Regions from separate parts of the Canis lupus genome. Here region 2 is linked to region 1. Evidence: chromatin contacts called from public Hi-C data. All regions are on one chromosome and are shown on one strand. The core of a region is the stretch at or near the end of the contact, and the rest is flanking DNA. Distances in the headings are between cores, read along the strand shown.

Evidence for each region. A called contact is a pair of places that touch in the nucleus more often than the background predicts.
Region 2: a contact with region 1 is called in a Hi-C map of blood, with 2.9 times the contacts expected there. The contact joins the promoter of COQ2 here to the promoter of MRPS18C in region 1. A contact is called at or near these places in 2 of 9 Hi-C or Micro-C datasets (amygdala and blood).

The regions. Positions count from the first base shown.
Region 1 is chr32:32,707,946-32,711,521 of UU_Cfam_GSD_1.0, reverse strand. It overlaps MRPS18C (28S ribosomal protein S18c, mitochondrial), which reads left to right and starts at 1,598. Exons shown (of 6, transcript XM_038582253.1): 1 at 1,598-1,753; 2 at 2,642-2,694. The coding sequence starts at 1,654. HELQ (helicase POLQ-like) reads right to left here and starts at 1,190. Exons shown (of 16, transcript XM_038582245.1): 1 at 850-1,190. The coding sequence starts at 1,059.
Region 2 is chr32:32,836,210-32,839,785 of UU_Cfam_GSD_1.0, reverse strand. COQ2 (4-hydroxybenzoate polyprenyltransferase, mitochondrial) reads right to left here and starts at 1,675. Exons shown (of 7, transcript XM_038582256.1): 1 at 1,411-1,675. The coding sequence starts at 1,657.

The DNA.
Region 1 (3,576 bases), core at 349-2,848:
ACCTTTCCCCCGCCCAGACTCCCAATCTACAGAGACTGGCTTGTAACAAAACCATGCTTGTATGACTGGACACTCCAAGGAGATTCTGTTACTAGGAATTTGGAATTGAGAAAACAGGATTTGGAGTCAGAAGTGTAGTTTACCTTCTTAGGGCCTGACTTCTGTTGTCAAATCTAGATAATGTAGCTTAACAAAGTACCCAGCACACAATGGGTGTGCGATAAATGGTAGGCACAATTTGCAGTAGGAGCAGCAGTAACTTGGCAATCTAGATGTACGTCTCAACCATGCCATTTATTTGCTGCATGAACTGTTATATCTTGGGGTCTACTTTTCATATCTCTGTAAAAATGAGGACAGCAGGGGATCCCTGGGTGGCTCAGCGGTTTAGCACCTGCCTTTGGCCCAGGGCATGATCCTGGAGTCCCGGGATGGAGTCCCCCAGTCCGGGGACTGGACTGGAGCTTCTCCCTCCTCCTGTGTCTCTGCCTCTCTCTCTTTCTAGGTCTATCATAAATAAATATAAATAAATAAATAAATAAATAAATAAATAAATAAATAAATAATTTTAAAAAATGAGGATAGCAAAGCGATGCCTCCCAAGTGAGGATTAACAGCGATAATAAGTCGAGGGAAGCAAATGAAGGCTAGTAGGCAGCTGATCCACTGTCTGCACGGAGGAAGGGAACAGCCAAGATTTCGGAGTCTCCCGTTCCCTGGCTTCTGCAGCTGGGCTCCGCGTTCCTTCAGGGGGCCCCGCGCGGCAGGAGGCCTGCGTTTGTATCCTCTCCCCCAAAGCGGGCCATTAGACAAGGCACTCAAGGGATTTGGGAGCCGAGGAGATTGTACCTGCGCCGGCTCCACCTCCACCTCCACCTCCACGGTTTTCTCCCGCCGGCTCCCAACCACGGTCTCCTTCAACCCCCCTTCCTCCTCCTCCTCCTCATCGCCCGGCTCGAGCTCGGCTGCGGTGGGGGCGGCAAAAACGCTCCCTAGGCCAGGACGGCTCCTTTGGCGAACACGCACCCACCGGCGGATGCGGGCACCACCTTCATCCATGGCAGGCGCCAAGGACCCCGCCCGAACCGAGCCCGCGAGGAAGAGAGCGCGGGGGGCAGGGCGTGGGCAGCCACTAAGGGAAAGCGCACTCGCCTCTGCATCCAGCTGAGGCTACGCCCACAAGCCAATCGCGGGGCTCCCGGACCGGAAGTGGAGGCACAAGTGTAGGGCCCGCCTTTTCCTTGTCCAATCAGAAGTGTCTCGGCCTGGTGGCTGCGAGGGTTAGAAAGCCGCGGTGCTGCGCAGGCGCATTGAAAACCTTCCCGACGGGGGGGTCCCCGGGTGGCGCAGCGGTTTAGCGCCACCTTCAGCGCAAGGGTGTGATCCTGGAGACTCGGGATTGAGTCCCGCATCGGGCTCCCAGCATGAAGCCTGCTTCTCCCTCTGCCTGTGTCTCTGCCTCTCTCTCTGTGTCTCTCATGCATAAATAAATAAAATCTTAAAAAAGAAAAGAAAAGAAAAAACCTTCCCAAGTCTTCTCTTGTTGGCGGGCGGAACCTTTGAACCGAGTACCGGGCCCACAGGGGAAGAGCACCGGAGGGGACTTGTCAGGACGATTTGGAAAGAGGAAAGGAAGAGGAGGAGCGAGGAGCCATGGCGGCTCTGGTTGCGCTGTGCGGTGCTCTGCGGAGGAAGAGGTCGGCGCACTTCTTAAAGGCTGCTCTCTGCCTCACAGATCCTGGGACTCCTGCGGGTACAGCTTCCATATCCACCGCTCTTGCGCGCCATCGCAGCTGCTGCCGTAGCGCTGATTAGGTTGGGGGACTTGTTCCTATTAGCTAAACGACGCCGGTTTCTAGGCGATGAAGAGCTTCTCCAAGATAGGGGGGAATCTTTAATGACCCATGGCTAGTATTATTTTTTAATTTTTATTTATTTATGATAGTCACACAGAGAGAGAGAGAGAGGCAGAGACACAGGCAGAGGGAGAAGCAGGCTCCATGCAGGGAGCCCGACGTGGGATTCGATCCCGGGTCTCCAGGATCGTGCCCTGGGCCAAAGGCAGGCGCTAAACCGCTGCGCCACCCAGGGATCCCCATGGCTAGTATTTTTAAAGCAGAAGGAGGCGTGAATGTCCAGAAAAGACTGACCGCGTGATTCTCAAAAAGAGACAGGGACTTGCCTGAGAGCTCCAGGTAGAATTGGCAAGGAAGAGACATCCCCAGTCACCCAGTAGCACGGGAGCGGTCTAAAGTCCCAGATCAGGGTGACACTGTGACATGGGCTCTCATTTATGCATTTTATCATCATCTTCTTCTTATGCATTTTATCTTCTTCTTCTTCTTCTTTTCCTTTTTTTTGCATTTTATCTTCTTTGTCAATAACTGCTCTTTAGGGGGTCTGTTACATTTTTCCTTTGGTGTAATAGTGCCTTTCTGTTGCTTTCCCCGTAAGTATATGCCTTAAAGTCCGCCTCTAACCATGGAGTGAAGGGAAAATAAATTTCAGAAGAGAGCTGGTGAGAGGTGGTAGGGGTGGAGAAATACGTGCCTTTCCCCCAAAGCCTTGGAAAGCACGTTCATCTTAAACGTCTTTCTGAAGTTGCTAACAAAATAACTGGTTTGTTGCTGTTTAATTGCAGTGCTTTGGAGAAGCTGTTCACAATATGAACAGGTAGCCAGCAATGAGGACCTGGTAAGACTATTTTCCTTCCTTTTTTTTTTTTTTTAAGATTTTATTTATTCATGAGAGAGAGAGAGAGAGAGAGAGAGGCAGAGACACAGGCAGAGGGAGAAGCAGGCTCCATGCAGGGAGCCCGATGTGGGACTCGATCCTAGAACTTCAGGATCTTGCCCGGAGTCGAAGGCAGACGCTCAACCACTGAGCCACCCAGGTGTCCCTCTTACCTTCCTTTTTAAAGGTATTTGCAAATATGACCAAATTCTTGTATTTTAACTATTTGAATAGAGTTCATCTGGAGGACAAAACAAGAGGATAATCTGAGATTAAAAATTATAATTCACCGGTGAATTGTCACGAGATCTGAAGAGAACCTAGATTCCTAATAAGCATCACTTGTCTAACACCATATTTTTCTTCCTAGATCTTAAATTTAAGAATATGTGCTTTGGAAATTAAAAAAGGTAGTTTTGGTGGGTGCAATAATTGCAGAATATCCAACAGAGGGATTGCAATGTATACCTATGCCTTAGCTCTCTTCCCTATTGTAGATTCAGTTCTCTGTCCCATTTAGTACTGGGAGTGGGGAGTGGGTATTTGAGTAAGTGAAGGATCAAAATTACAGTTCTATACTAGGACATTAAATACAATTTCTTTTAGCCTGTAGGTATATTTTTATGGGTTTCAAGTACTAGCATTGGACTTGGCCAGTGTAGGTTTTCTTGCCACCTGCAAAGATGATTTGACACTAGTCAAACCATGCAAAGCAATTAGCACGGTGTAAAGAAGGGACATAGTCATTACGTGTGACCTGCATATAACTTAGATTAAGAAAGTTTGAGGAGTTGGAAAACACATAACTCCTCTAGTTCCTTGAGCATCCTTCTTGGCCATCTA
Region 2 (3,576 bases), core at 426-2,925, 130 kb before region 1:
ATTCATGAGAGAGAGAGAGAGAAAGAGGCAGAGACACTGGTAGAGGGAGAAGCAGGCTCCATGCAGGGAGCCGGACGTGGGACTCCAGGATCACGCCCTGGGCCAAAGGCTGGCACCAAACCACTGAGCCACCATGTGTCCCAATAGCTAATTGTTCTAACACTAACACTAACAGTGCTCTGATCCCAAATAAGTAGTGCATAGACCTAGAATACCATAAGCAAGATCTAATTTGAGGTCTTGGCTGGGCAGACGTGGAGTGAATATATCTAGGCACCTGGATGCATTTCCACGCACTACCATGGCAAATGCCATCACCTAGATTACCTGCAGTTCAGTCTCGGCCCCTCCATTCCCACTGTCCCTCCTTTTTCCATCCAGCTCTTATCCAGCCTTGCCTCTCAGTATTTTCTACACCCAGATCAACTCATATCCTTGATGTTTCAACTCTCAACCTTTGAGTCTGCAAAAACATCTCTCCCACCCACCAAGATTTCTTCTCCCTTCTGCAAAATCTACCTGTCCTTTGAGATTCAATTTGCTCCTGACACTTTCTAGCAATGTCGGTCCACAGTAACCACTCTTGAGTGTACCACTTGCCATCTGTACCACTAACATTTGACCTCCTACTTTCCCAGCTCACCCAATCATATTTGTCTTTTTCAACTAGAAAGCAGGGCGTTTCCATAGGCCTTTCTGTCCCCGAGACTAGGCAGTATGGCAGGAATTCGTCGGATACTACTGGCAGGCTCTATACGAGGCACTAGCTAGAAATGCCCCAGGTGTGGGGCGCTTGGATTGTGTTGGAGCGGTCCATCAAGCCCTCAGTGTGCAAGGTTGATCAGTGGGGAGTGCTACGACGAAAACTGGAAGGTAGAGGTACAGAGGGTGAGGTGGTAGGTATTATTTAAATAGGAAGGTCACGGAAGTCTTCGGGGACGACTGTGAGCTGACAGGCAGCGGGCGAGCGCTAGCTGCTGCGTTCAGTGGAATTACACCTTGGCGTCACGGTTGGGGTCGGGCAAAGCAGCATCAAAACTAGGTTCCTCGGCATCATCACGGTGTCTGTTCTCTGCCTTGGGAGCCTCACGAAATTACGGCAGGGAGCAGACAACAATGAACGTGGAAGTGCTTCAATACTGTAAATCTGTGCAAATAAAGGGGCGCGGAGTTTCCGCTCAAGGCCTGTTTCAACAAGGGCCGTGGAAGGAGCCAACTTCTCGCCCGCCCGGAGCACTGAGGACGCAGGGGGACGTGCGAACAGGAGCGCCGCTTCGGAGCCCAACGGTCCGGGGGTCCCGGGAGTACCGGGCGCCTCGGTTTCCACAACGCCCGCAGGCCGCCCCCCCCGCCCCCGCCCCCGCCCCGGGCCCGCGGCGCCGCGCTTCGGCCCGTCCGCCCCGCACTCACCGATCGGCTTGTCCAACCGCATGAGGCGCAGGTAGGGCTGCAGGGGGCGGGGCGCCGAGTTCACCACCGCAGCGGCCGATAGGCCGAGCCGACGCCTGCGCGGTTCCGGCCCGACCGAAGGCCGCGGGTGCCCAACGCCGAGCGAGCCAGCCGCGCGCGCCTGGGCCAGGGCGCCGAACCCCCGCAGCCACGGCCGCGCCAGGACCCGCAGCCCCCCCGCGAGGGCCGCGCAGCGAGCGGCCAGCATGGCGCCCGGGAGGGCGTGGCCCCGCCCCGGCCTGAGGTCATTCCCCGGCGACGGGTCGCGGCGGGTCTGCGCAGTGACGTCACCGCGCCTCGTCTGTGCGGCCGAGTGGCCCGAGCCTTTGTAGGAACCGGCCGGGGCGCGGGGTGGCCGCGGTCGCTTTAACCTTGGGGGCGGGGGTCCCGGGGATGCTTAGCGTGATGAGGAATTCCCGTGATCGGCTTTCTCAACAAATGAGCAAAGATAGTGTTGTACCAGGAAAATAAGCAGACCTCGACGAAGCTACCAGAATACTGATTCGGGGACAGGTAAAACGGGCACCAAGAGCCACTGCAAGGATGTAAATGAAACCCGTGCTCAGAGTCAAGGGACATGCATCACACAAGTGAAAACCTTAAATTTGACGGTCAAGTCAGAGGAGCTTGTGTAAGCAAGAAGCAGTGAGCTTGTGAGATGCGAGAGCCTGCAGCTGGAACACCTGGTGGGGCTCTGGATTCTAGCCAGTTCCTGGATGGGGCTGTCTGCCAGGCACTGTCACAGGCACTATGCACGGATTATCCTATTTACCGCTTCCTTAGTCACCATGGGTAAGCCAGTCCTCTGCATTGTACTGCTCTAGAGAATTGGGTTAGTCTTTAAACTCCTTTCCCTAAAACCACAACAGTGATTCTGCCATACCTTGAGTCTCCAGGGGTGGTGAGGAGGGGGCAGTCTTTGATAATTCTGCAAAAATAGCTCACCACTAGTTCACTGGTTGTAGGCAGAGGGATCAAGGCCTCAGGAAATTTTACCGAAGGAGAAAACACACTTCCTCCTGTATGTGTTACCTCTTCTCTCGGTACTCCACCACGACACTACTTCACTCTGACGCCAGATGTGTGGGTTTTCCACATACCAAGCAATTCTTTTTTTTTTTTTTTTTTCATACCAAGCAATTCTGTGATAACACGTGGTATTCTATAATTTAACTCAGTGCTGGTACTAAGTACCTGGAGATGCCATTAGATCCCACAGGTTAAGGGCTTGGGCTCGCAAGACTGCCCCTTGCCCCCACTTAAGATGCTAATTGCAAGGTCCAGGTCATTATCTGTGCTTCTGACCTATTGGCTATTGATTGGAAGTTTTGGAGACCCCTTCTTGCATTTGATTAACTTGCTAGATGGTTCATGGAACTTAGGAAAACGTATTACTTACTATATTACTGCTTTATTATAAAAGGGTGTAACCCGGGAACAACCAGATAGAAGAGATGCATAGGGTAAAGGGTGTGGGAGGGATCCCTGGGTGGCGCAGCGGTTTGGCGCCTGCCTTTGGCCCAGGGCGCGATCCTGGAGACCCTGGATCGAATCCCACGTCGGGCTCCCGGTGCATGGAGCCTGCTTCTCCCTCTGCCTGTGTCTCTGCCTCTCTCTCTCTCTCTCTCTCTCTCTCTCTCTCTCTGTGACTATCATAAATAAATAAAAATTAAAAAAAAAAAAAGGGTGTGGGAAAGAACACAGAGCTTCCATGACCTACTCTCTCCACACCTCCGTGTGTTCACCAACCCTAAAGCTCTCTGAACCTTGTGGTTTGGGGTTTTTGTGGACACTTCATTACATAGGCATGATTGATGAAATCCTTGGCCGTTGGTGATTGAACTCAATCTCTAGTCCCTTTCCCTTCCCTGGGTGTTGGGTGTTGGGCTGAAGGTTCCAATCTTCTAATAATACATGGGTTAGTTCCTCTGGCAACCAGCCACCATCCTTGAGGACTTTCCAGAAGTCTCCTTGGAGTGAGAGTGGTATACATTGTCCTGCCTCTGATGAAAGGAACTCAGGGGAGGTTCAGAGAAAATGGAAACGTCCAAAGTGGACCACTGTTCCCCTGCAACTCGATGCAAAAGTGCTCTTCCCAAGATGGTCCTGAAATGATCACCAATGCCC